Regions from separate parts of the Mus musculus genome. Here regions 1 and 3 are each linked to region 2. A link is a contact called in public promoter capture Hi-C data. All regions are on one chromosome and are shown on one strand. The core of a region is the stretch at or near the end of the contact, and the rest is flanking DNA. Distances in the headings are between cores, read along the strand shown.

Region 1 (3,894 bases), core at 1,133-3,632, 850 kb before region 2:
GTACACAACTACGTGTGGCCAGCTGCAGGCCAGCACCCGGCACTATGGTGGTGGTCCAACAGAAATCCCCCCACATTACTATGGGCTGCATGCAGGGTCAAGAGTTAAGACCTTCAACTTTAACACAGTCCGTGGATGTGTCTTGTTGGCCAGTGAGTAACAATTTTTTCAACATTCATTTTCCCAACATTTGCACAAAGGTCAGTTTTAAGCATGATTTCAAAAACTGGATGATCTAGACACATGAAGTCCACATATTGCATGGTGACATTAACTGCTGAGCAGGCCCCTGGCTACATCCCTCATCCCACTGCCCCTAGGACACATGAAGGCTCCCAGTCTCTGAGCTGGTCTGGCCAATCACAGGGCTCCAGCACTATCTTAATCTGGATTTGCCAGATTGTCTCATCATTAGAAATACAAGCCGTAAGAGGCCAGTAAGCCTATATACCAGAGACAGGGGCTGGGGGCTTTCCCAGGGGACTAAGGCAGCCAGCCTGAGGCTTGGAGTCAGCTAGAGAGAAAATGGAGGCAGGAGACAAGAAGGCAGCCTATCAATAGCACACCCTGTGCTGCATGTGAGGGAGAAAGAAGCCAGCTGATTCAGCGAGAAGGAGGAAAGGTGCACCAAGGCTCGAAATGGGGAACTTCCTCACTGGAGGAACACGAAGGCAGGCTAAGAATGTTCCTCTGGCAAGCTCCATCTAGAGCCTTTCCTGCCTGGATCGCATGGCTCAGGGGGGCCTATGTCAGCAGTGGGACCTGCACTGGAAACCCAGGATAGTGCTTACTGGTGTTTGACCTTGGGCAAGTCCCCTTACTTCCTGAGCCCCAAGACTCTCCATCTCTACAACAGGCATAGCAAACTTACCTTGCACAACTGCTCTAAGGATAGAGACTGAGGATGTAGAGCACTCAGATTGCACACAGAGCAGGCAGAGAATGAAAGGAACCTGTGACTAATTCTCCAGGTCTCCCTGCCTGCCTTCCCAGGTAGCATCCATTTAAGGGCATCCTATGCCAAGGCCTCAAATGCCCCAGATCCTGGGCACAGATACTTCACTGGATAGAAAGAGAAAGCTAGGGATGGTTGGTTGTGGCTTTGGGGATGCTGGGTCTGAAGCCTGTGGTCAGGGCCGGCATCTGCTGAGTCAGGTCCTGCTGGCAGGGGGGCCATTTCTCTCTCCAGCACACTGTCTGATGAGGGGAGGTTGGGAGGGGAGCCAGAGGTCATTTCTTCTGACTCAGCAGCCGTCCGAGGAGCTCCCTTGGGCAGGGCACCTCCATGTGGCACTGGCCTCTTTGCAGGCCATCCTCCATGCCACCCCACACAGTCAAGGCATTGTGCAGACAAGAAAGGGGCACTGTGGTCCAGACAATGAGCTGGGTTGCTCCCAGCTGGCCTGGGATTCAGCTCTCCTGGGTCAGCAGTGTCCTTTGCTCTGTCTCTACTCCTCCCTGGAGAATGGTGGCTAGGACATCAAACAGAGGCCCACCGCAAACCCATGATTTGGCACATGCACTGGCCATGAGAAGAGACGCTGCTAGCTTCTTTCCTCTTCTCTAGTTTAAAAAACCAAATAAACCACCTCCGGAGAATACGATTTTCTGTTAGGCCATGTTTCAAGGGAACGGGAGACCACCCTAGTGGTGATACTAGCAATGGTAGTTACCAGGCAGAGACCCCAGACCCAACCTCCAGGCCTTTTTCCCGTGGCAGGCCCAGGGTCTGGGCCGCCTCCACGTTTGCAGCCACCCTGGGAGTCCTGTTGCGACGACTGCAGCCACGTGGGAGCCGGCTCATGCCCACGGAGCCGCTCTCCCTCACCCCCACCCTCGACGTGCTGAGGCAGGCACACCCAGACTGGCCAGAAGAGCGATGCTCTCTCCACAGTGCACCCCCTTCCCCCCTCCCGCGCCCCCGGCCGTGGTGGGGGAGGGGGCGTCGCCACCCCGCAGTCGCGTTGCCGGGGAGCGCAACCCCGTTGCTGTGGCAACGGTTTCCAAGCGAACTGGTGGCCGCTCGCGCCCGGCTCCGGCTCCCTCGCTCACTTTCCCCTCCTTCCTTCCCTCCGGTGTGGGCTGGGGGAGGGGCTGCCCGCTGTCCCGGTCGGGGTCCGAGTGGCGATACCAGGCTAGGGTTCTGAGCCACCCGCAGGGAGGGTCATCAGCCCGAAGACCATCTTCCGCCCGCGCTCTGTTCCCGCCCGGCCCGCAGCCGTCGCGGTACTCACGGGCCCAGGCATCCTCTTCGAACTCGTCTTCCTGCCTCGGGGCAAGCGGCCCAACGGACAGAACCCAAGCTTGGAGCCGGCAGCGGCTCCGGGGAGCAGACAGTGGCAACGAAAGCCGCTCGGAGCGTTGGGCTGGAGGCGCGGGGCGCGCGCACGGGCGCGTGCTGAGCCTGGCGTGCGCGCGCGCGCAGCCAACAGAGCCCCCCCCCCCTCACGCCGCCAAGGCTGCTGCGAGGGAAGGGGTGGGTGGGACTCCGGACCCACCTGCCGCACGCAGACGCGGCAGAGGATGTGGGCTCGCAATACCAAGGGCATCCCAGCGCAAAAAAATAAAAAGTACACTCCGTACAGCTCCCAGGCAACAGGCTATCTAAAGGGGCTGGGGGTGAAGGCCACACTGGCAGCTTTGCGGCCATAGACGCCGGATGCTTAGCGGAGCAGCTGAGGTAACAAACCCGGAGACTCACACAGCTCAACCTGGGCATATTCAAACACAGGTAATGGGGGCAGGGACTCGATGGAATCAGCACCCCGGTGTGGCTTCCTCCCAACTCACGACCCCAACCACTGTTCCAGAAGGTATGCATTCCAACATTGCAACTGAGAAGCATCACAGACCCACCTGAGCACTAAACTGCTATGGTTCCACGGGCATGCTCATAGCTGGCTCCATCTTCATTTGACACTGGTTGTGCTTGCCTTTCTACCGTTTCTATTTCAACTTCTCTGTGGCATTAAGGGTGAACTCCCCGAAGCACCTCCCACCATGTCAACTGGAACAGTAATGGCTCTGAGAGCCAGGATCTTAAACTGGAGGCCAAGGGGAAAGGGCACATAAAGCCAGTGAACCCAGAACTCATGTCACAGTTGGTTCCAGGCGTTTCAAACGTTGGCATTAGGCACGCTGCCCCCAAATGGAGGTATGGGTGGTCTCCAACAGCTGGATTTAAGCTCTGCCAGCCATTCCCAGTGAGAAAACTGTCTTTCCCAGTAGCTCTAGTAAAGACAAATGCACAGGTGACATCTAGGACGCCTGTCCAATGAACTAACTCATGCTTTGGGGGTAGAGAAGGATACATACTCCACACAACCGCCTAGGGGTTAGTGCCTTCCTTGAGTGTGAACAACCGGTTCTCAGGGAGATAACAGTTGTCTCTACCAACCCATGGGTGCCATCAAAGGTAGGACTCTAACAAAAGTTGTTCCACAACACACTGGTCTGATTTCTAATTTGGCCACCAGGATTCCAGAGACTCAAGAGTTAAGACTCAATAATGGCAAGCCACAATCAGCTGGGGCCCCTTGCTTCTTTCTGGTAGTCACATCCTCCTGTGTAATGTTAGCAACTAACAGGAGCCTGCCCCCCCCCCCCTTTTTGAGTTGACTTGGTTTTCCCTTATCATACAGGGGATCAACCCCAGGATTCTCTCAAATGCTAGAAAAGCCCCTGTCCCGCTGAGCTATGCCCACATGGTGTGTGTGTGTGTGTGTGTAAGCCTACCACCACCTAATCCACATGGATGGGAATAGTAGAGAATGGTTTACCCACGTTATATTAGGGTGCTTTTTGTGTAAGGTGGGACAGGCCCTTAACCCTTCAGGGACCCTCCCAACCTCCAGTAGAGCACACAAAGCAGAGCTTTTAACATTGGCTGCATGT
Region 2 (3,401 bases), core at 518-3,017:
ACACAGAGAAACCCTGTCTCGAAAAACCAAAATAAATAAATAAATCTGCTGGGCAGGGCAGTGGTGGCCCATGCCTTTAATCCCAGGACTTGGGAGGCAGAGGCAGGCAGATTTCTGATTTCGAGGCCAGCCTGGTCTACAGAGTGAGTTCCAGGACAGTCAGAGCTACACAGAGAAACCCTGTCTCGGAAAACCAAAAAACTGAGTGAACAGAGTTGACTGGAGAGGGAGCAGAGGTCCTAAACCAATTCAATTCTGAAAAACCACATGAAGGCTCACAGCCATTTGCACAGCTACAGTGTCCTCACATAAATATATAAATAAATAAAAAAATTTCAAGTGGGGGAGGGGAACTGTTAGGGAGGGGATACCTGGGAGGCGTGAGATATGTGAGGGGGGAGCATATGCTCAAAATGCATTACTTGTTTGTATAAAATGACAAAGAGGGCTGTAGAGATGGCTCAGTGGTTAAGAGCACTGACTGCTCTTCCAGAGGTTCTGAGTTCAATTCCCAGCAACCACATGGTGGCTCACAACCATCTGTGATGTGATCTTGGTGCCTTCTTCTGTCCTACAGGCATATATGCAGGCAGAACACTGTATACATAATATATATATATGTATATGTATATATATATATATATATATATACACATATACACACACACACACACACACACACACACACACATATATACATATATATATATATATAAATTGACAAAGACTAAAAGAGAGGTACTCACCTGGCAGTGGTGGTGCTCGCCTTTAATCCCAGCATCCTAGAGGCAGAGACATGTGGATCTTTATGAATTTGAGGCCGGCCTTATCTACAGAGTGAGCTCCAGGATCAGCCAGGGATACATGGAGAAACCCTGTCTTGAAAAACAAAAACACAACCAAAAAAGATACTGTATTTTTGAAAAAGGTCTCCGGGTAGTGGTGGCGCATGCCTTTAATCCCAGCACTTGGGAGGCAGAGGCTGTTAGATTTCAGAGTTCGAGGCCAGCCTCGTCTTCAGAGTGAGTTCCAGGACAGCCAGGGCTATACAGAAAAACAGTCTCGAAATACAAAAAAAAAAAAAAAAAAAAAAAAAAATCACTACTTTGAAGCCAGCCTCAGCTATACAAGAATTTGAGGTCAAACAGGCTACTAAAAAACAAAACAACAACAACAAAAACCGCGAAAGTAATTGCAATGTGCAATGCGAGTTTGGCATACAATCTGCTGTCACAATACGTATATTAATTACCAAAGAAAAAAGCAGGCTCCACCTGTACTGTACTGAGTAATCAACGGGAACCTAACCAATAATGGGACAAACTGACCCTCTGCTCTAAGAACTAGAGAAAGAGCTCAAATTGAAAGACAAAACAATCAGCCAGTTAGTTGCCTTAAGGAACATCAATGTCACCAGACAGGGAGAAAGAGGAACAGTCCCTGATTTCAGGGGCTCATCACACAGATAGGGCGGCGGGATGCTTTACTCAGTCCTGAGAGAACAAGGCTCTGCTGTGCGCGCCTGGCACTCAAGCCTTTCCCAGCCTCAGCTCCCTCCTCCTACGCAGGAAGAGTACTCTTGTATCACGCAGCTCACAAAATCAGCTCTGGGAGAAACTTTTCGGTTCAATGCACCCGGTGCCAGCCCAGTGCTGCTGGCACGCTCTGGAGCCGAAGGTGGGCTTCGGGGGCTCGAACCGAGGGCGGGGCGACCACCCAGCCCCGCGGGCCCCGCCCTCGGCCGCTGACGTCACCGCATTCCCGCCGCGACTCCTCCCGCCGCCGCTGCAGCCGCAGTGACAGGCAAGCCGGGCGGGTGACGGGAAGTGCGGGCCGCGGGCGCGGGCGGGAGGTGACAGCAGCCACGCGGGGAAGATGGCTGAGGACTTCGGCTTCTTCTCATCGTCGGAGAGCGGGGCCCCGGAGGCCGCCGAGGAGGACCCAGCGGCCGCCTTCCTGGCCCAGCAGGAAAGCGAGATTGCTGGCATCGAGAATGACCCGGGTTTCGGGGCACCTGCCGCCAGCCAGGTGGCCTCTGCGCAGCCGGGACTCGCGAGCGGGGGTGAGTCAGCGCAGCGGCCTGGAACCGGGGAGGCTGAGGCCACCACCGGGGGCGGGAGGCCCAGTCTCGGTCAGACCCGGCCTGGGTCCCTGCTGTACTCTGAGTCCGGCTATCCAGGGTGACCAAGGGTACCTCGGGGGGCTGTGTGTATCCGTGAGGCCTGGGAAAAGAGGAAGGAGCCGGGAGATGAGTTGGAATCTGCGCTGAGACTGGATCTGCTGACTCTGGGGACAGGAATTTAGTCATGACATTTCATCCCCAGGCCAGCTTCTCCACCCTGGCTCTGGAACCCTCCCCCTGCTCAGTTCTGAGACTGTCCCAGTGTCCTAGCTAAGTGATACAGGTGTGGGACGGACACGTCCTCCTGACGTTAGCGTTAGCGTTCCTTTCTGCAGGGAAGCAGGGGGCGCTCAGAGAACTCGCAGCTCATCCTTTGGGGATCACCTGCAGTCCTGCAGCAGTGCGGGAGACAATGTTAATTACATATAATAATTTCATACACGTTACTGAACCCATTTTAGAACTGGCTTCAAAGGGTACACTATTAAAACAACTAGGAAGTAGCAATAAAGAATTCAACCCCTTCTTTCGGATGCTGAATTCTTCCTGTCCAGACCTCACAGTCCTTCATGGGCCCGACTGTAAGTCTAGGCAGGGGCACAAATGGCCAAGAGCTGTGCCCTTCCTGTTTGTAACTGTTTGTTTAGTGGATTTACAAAGGTGGCCCGGACCTCTGCGTGTGGCTTCAGACATAAGGGTTCAGGACCTTTTTCCTGCATTGTTATGTTTATCATTGATACTTCTGCCCCAAGGAACAATTTCTTATAAATATATTTAAATATTTAGTACAAATATGGACCTTCATGGTGACCCTCCTAGTAGACCTTGTTATTTTTTGGTGTCATGTTAAAGAGGTTTAATGGTCCTGTTGGAAATAAATATTGTATGTATACATTCATCTTTCTTTCCTTCCACACTTGCTGTGTTGCCGTCCCCACTGGGAACACAGAAGGAAGAAACTGTATCTATGGCCCAGCGTTTGAAGAAACTCTGACATAAGTGTAATAAGCCTTTTGTAACATACACGGAACTGGAGTTTGAGGGGCTATCAGGATGGCTTGTCAAGTAAATGTAAATCAGCCCAGCCTGGTGACACCTGAGCTCACGCCCTGGAACCCTCATGGCGGTAGATAGAACTCACTCCCACAAATTGTCCCCCCGACCTCGCATACATGCCTGCACCACACACACACACACACACACACAAACACACACAAGTAAAGAAAATATAAATAATAATAATTAAAAAGAAAAAACTGGAGTTTGAATGTCTTGCCTA
Region 3 (3,480 bases), core at 522-3,021, 880 kb before region 2:
GCCTATGAAATCGACTAAGTAGGAGGTTAGGAGACATCAAGGGTGGGGAAGTAGCAGGAAGGAGAGATGCTGAAGCCTAGTCCTGACCCCAACCGCCAACTCCCCTCTGCCCAGGGCGAGCACTCTAGATACCGAGAACTGCAGCTCTGTTCTTGGATTTTTTTGGGGCGGGGGGTTTCGAGACAGGGTTTCTCTGTGTAGCCCTGGCTGTCCTGGAACTCACTCTGTAGACCAGGCTAGCCTCGAACTCAGAAATCTGCCTGTCTCTGCCTCCTGAGTGCTGGGATCAAAGGCGTGCGCCACCACTGCCTGGCTTGCAGCTCTGTTCTCACCTTGGCTTCCTGCTCCTTTCCTTCCCCATCTGATGTCATCTCTATTCCCCTCTGCCCTAACCATTGAGTTCCAGCTGCATCTGGGATCAGGGCCCAGGACTGACCACTCACCAGGACTCACCATAGGTTGGTGGAGAAACTCCCAAGGATGGGGTGCATGGGTTCAATGGGTACCCATAGCTCCTGAAGCAGGGTTCTTGTGAAGTACAGAGGTTTAAGGCCACCCTCTCCCGTGTCCCATTCCAAGGCATTGCAGTGAATGTAAGTATTGGTTTCTTGTTGGAGATGATTGACCAAGTCAGAGCAGGAATTCGACGAAAACAGCCACCTCCTGTTCACAGATCAGCCCCAGGGGAAACTTGCTGAGGCACTGTTGCCTGCCTGTCTGCCTGCCTGCCTGCCTGCCTGCCTGCCTGCCTGCCTGCCTGGGAAATGGGTTGGGATGTCCAGTGGGTATGGAAAGGTTAACCAGAGCTGTGGAGGGCTTCAGTGTTCTCCATTCCACAGGAAACAGTGCCTGGAAGCTCTGTGCAGCCATGTCCCCATAGAGAAGTCTCTGAGGCCCAGTCCCTTCTGCACTCAGAGCTTTGGGAAATAAAAAGTGCCAGAAAGTTCTCCCTGGAATGGCTTTGGAGGAGCCCTGCCTTGGGGACCCTACTTGGGCTTCCTTAGGAGGGATGGTACTTGGAAAAGAAGGCATCATTTTTTTTTTTTTTTTTTTTTGATACCCATCTGGGAGGAAGAAAATGACTGAAAGTAAAGGATGAGGGAGGTGGGGTGTAAACGGCTTGAGACAAGGTATGGCTAAGAAGAGGGGTCTGAGTGGAATTCAGACAGGCTGGCATAGCAAGAGGGTATGGTGACTAGGTGGGATGTGTGCAGAGGTAAGCATGGGCCTGTAGCTGAGATGGAAGTAGTGGTGGTAGACTAGGGAGGGTCCTTTCAGAGGAAATGGACTACACGTAACCCAGGCCTGGTCTGATGAGGAACTGAATCCGGGCAGGGACAGAGTAAGGACCATAAGGGGTTTAAGGTAGGGTGTAACGGACCCAGGAATGATGTGAGTCTGGGCTGGAGTTAAATGGATCAAGGGTGTTGGGCTGGGTCAATTACTCTGGGGAGATGGAGAGGGATGAATCTGGGCCTGGAATCTTGGTGGGTTTATGGCTAGGGAAGAGGGGTGTGCTGCCAGGTTGGGGACGAGGACAAGACAGGTGCATGGGACTGGCCCTGGGAGCAGAGCGGAAGCTCAGTGTCCGGTGCTGGCCAGCAGGGTGAGGGGCGTGTGTGGGACGCCCCGGGGCAAACTGGGAAGGGGGGGCGGGCCTCCCCCTGGGCCGGGCCGGGGCGGCGCTAGGACCGAGCGAGCCGAGGGAGTGAGCCGGGCGGAGCCAGCGCCCCCCGCCCCCCGCCGGCCGGCTCCCCTCCCCCGGCCGCTGGCTCGCTCGCTCTCAGCGCTGCAGAGGCTCTGAGGCGGCGGCGGCGACTCCCTCATCCCCTCCCTCCGGTGTCGGTCGGTCCGCCTGTGCGTGCGTCTGTCCGTTCGGCCTCGGTCCGGCCCGCAGCATGGCCGGCGTCAGCTTCAGCGGCCACCGCCTGGAGCTGCTGGCGGCGTACGAGGAGGTGATCCGGGAGGAGAGCGCAGCCGACTGGTGAGCCCCCCGCCCCCGCCCCCGCCCCCGGCCCCTTTGTCCCCAGGCCGCCGCGCGCCTTTGTTTCCCCGAGGCTCTGCCACCGGGAAGGGAGGGGGAGACCCCGAAATGGTGCAACGGCTCGGGAGAGCCGGGGAGGGGCTGCCTTTGTGCGAGCCGGGGGAGGGGCCGCTCGGGCCAGGCTGGGCGCGCGGGCCGGGGCGCCCTGAGGCCGCCCTAAGGCTCACTGGGGGCGCGGGAGCCGGACGCCAGCCACGCGGGTGTGGAGCCCAGACGTGGGGCCTGGGGTCCTACGGTCCTGTCGGAGCCCATCCCCCTTCTCACCCTGCCTCCCTCCACGGGCCCGGGGGACAGGTGTGCACGGGCCAGCCAAGGGCACCTTCGCCACCTTCGAGCGGGCGAGGACCGGGTGGGGACGGGGCGGGGACCCAGCTAGCGGAGCTAGAGCAGCCTGCCCGGCCACAGCACAAAGGAAAGCTAGGGCGGGGGAGGAGCGCCGAGGGCTGGGGGCCAGCGTGCCCCGCCCACCGGGGGCTTCTCGGGGTTGTCTCCCCCCACATCTAGGTTAGGGTGTGATACAAGGAGGTTGATTGCCACATGGCAACCACGAAGTGACTTCTTTATCCCTCACGGATCGCAGAGGAAGAGGCAGGGCTGAGCCCTTCTCTCCCCTGCTGAAGGAGCAGATCGCTAGGACGAGGCAGATAGGCAGGAAGAGACTCAGGAGATGGACGGAGCAGCTTGGCTAGGGGGGCAGCTGGGAGCGTGGAGGGAGCCTCCACAGAGGGATGCCAGATGAGTAGATCTCTGGGACCCTAGCCCCTCCACTCAGCAGCAGGGGGCTATCAACCTCCGACTGGGGCAGAGTGAGTGAGTGGCTTATCTCCCCCTCCCCAGCTGTTACCCTCCCTGAGCTGGAGGAGGGTGTGAGCCACCTGCCTTGGTCTGAAGTCTCAGGGTGTCAGGAAAACCAAGGGGGCTCCGATGCCCCATTCAGGGCACAGCCCCCAAGTGTTCTTCTCAAAAAAAAAAATTGTATTTGAATCTTTTCCTCTCCTTAGGCTGGAAGTAGGCTATCGTTGAGAAAACCGAGGCCGAGTTGGGGCTGATCTGAGGGAGCCTCCAGTTGGGCTGGCCTCACTCTCACCCTGGGAGGGCAACCGGGTAGGGGGGCTGGAAGATGGAACAAAATAACCAGGCGTCCAGGCCATGGTACTGCAGCACTGGCCGGTAGCCAGGCCCAGAGGGATGGACTCAGGAGACAAGTTCTCGTGTCTTGCAGGTCAGTTATAGGAGAGGCCAGCACAGGGCAAGCAGGGCAGTTTCCATCTTATTGTCCCAGCCCTGCCCCTGGGGGGCTGAGATCATGAGAGGCAATCTGGACAAGTGGCCTGGTGGAGGAGCCTGTTTGGGGATGTGGCCCTGCCTGAGGAGAAACACTGGCCAGTCTATGGGGTGTAGACAACACCTTCTATCTCTTAACCCCTCGAAAGCTG

Evidence for each region. Promoter capture Hi-C pulls out the DNA fragments that hold promoters and counts their contacts.
Region 1: a contact with region 2 is called in a promoter capture Hi-C map of frontonasal cranial neural crest. The contact joins the promoter of Prr7 here to the promoter of Cltb in region 2. A contact is called at or near these places in 1 of 39 promoter capture datasets (frontonasal cranial neural crest) and 2 of 115 datasets of contacts at active chromatin or transcription factors (embryonic stem cells and pancreatic cancer cells).
Region 3: a contact with region 2 is called in a promoter capture Hi-C map of embryonic stem cells. The contact joins the promoter of Dbn1 here to the promoter of Cltb in region 2. A contact is called at or near these places in 2 of 39 promoter capture datasets (cranial neural crest and embryonic stem cells), 1 of 484 Hi-C or Micro-C datasets (cortical neurons) and 1 of 115 datasets of contacts at active chromatin or transcription factors (bone marrow-derived macrophages).

The regions. Positions count from the first base shown.
Region 1 is chr13:55,462,755-55,466,648 of GRCm38.p6, reverse strand. Prr7 (proline rich 7 (synaptic)) reads right to left here and starts at 2,382. Exons shown (of 3, transcript NM_001030296.4): 1 at 2,235-2,382.
Region 2 is chr13:54,609,739-54,613,139 of GRCm38.p6, reverse strand. It overlaps Cltb (clathrin, light polypeptide (Lcb)), which reads left to right and starts at 1,767. Exons shown (of 6, transcript NM_001347512.1): 1 at 1,767-2,062. The coding sequence starts at 1,876.
Region 3 is chr13:55,486,367-55,489,846 of GRCm38.p6, reverse strand. It overlaps Dbn1 (drebrin 1), which reads left to right and starts at 1,771. Exons shown (of 15, transcript NM_001177371.1): 1 at 1,771-1,984. The coding sequence starts at 1,899.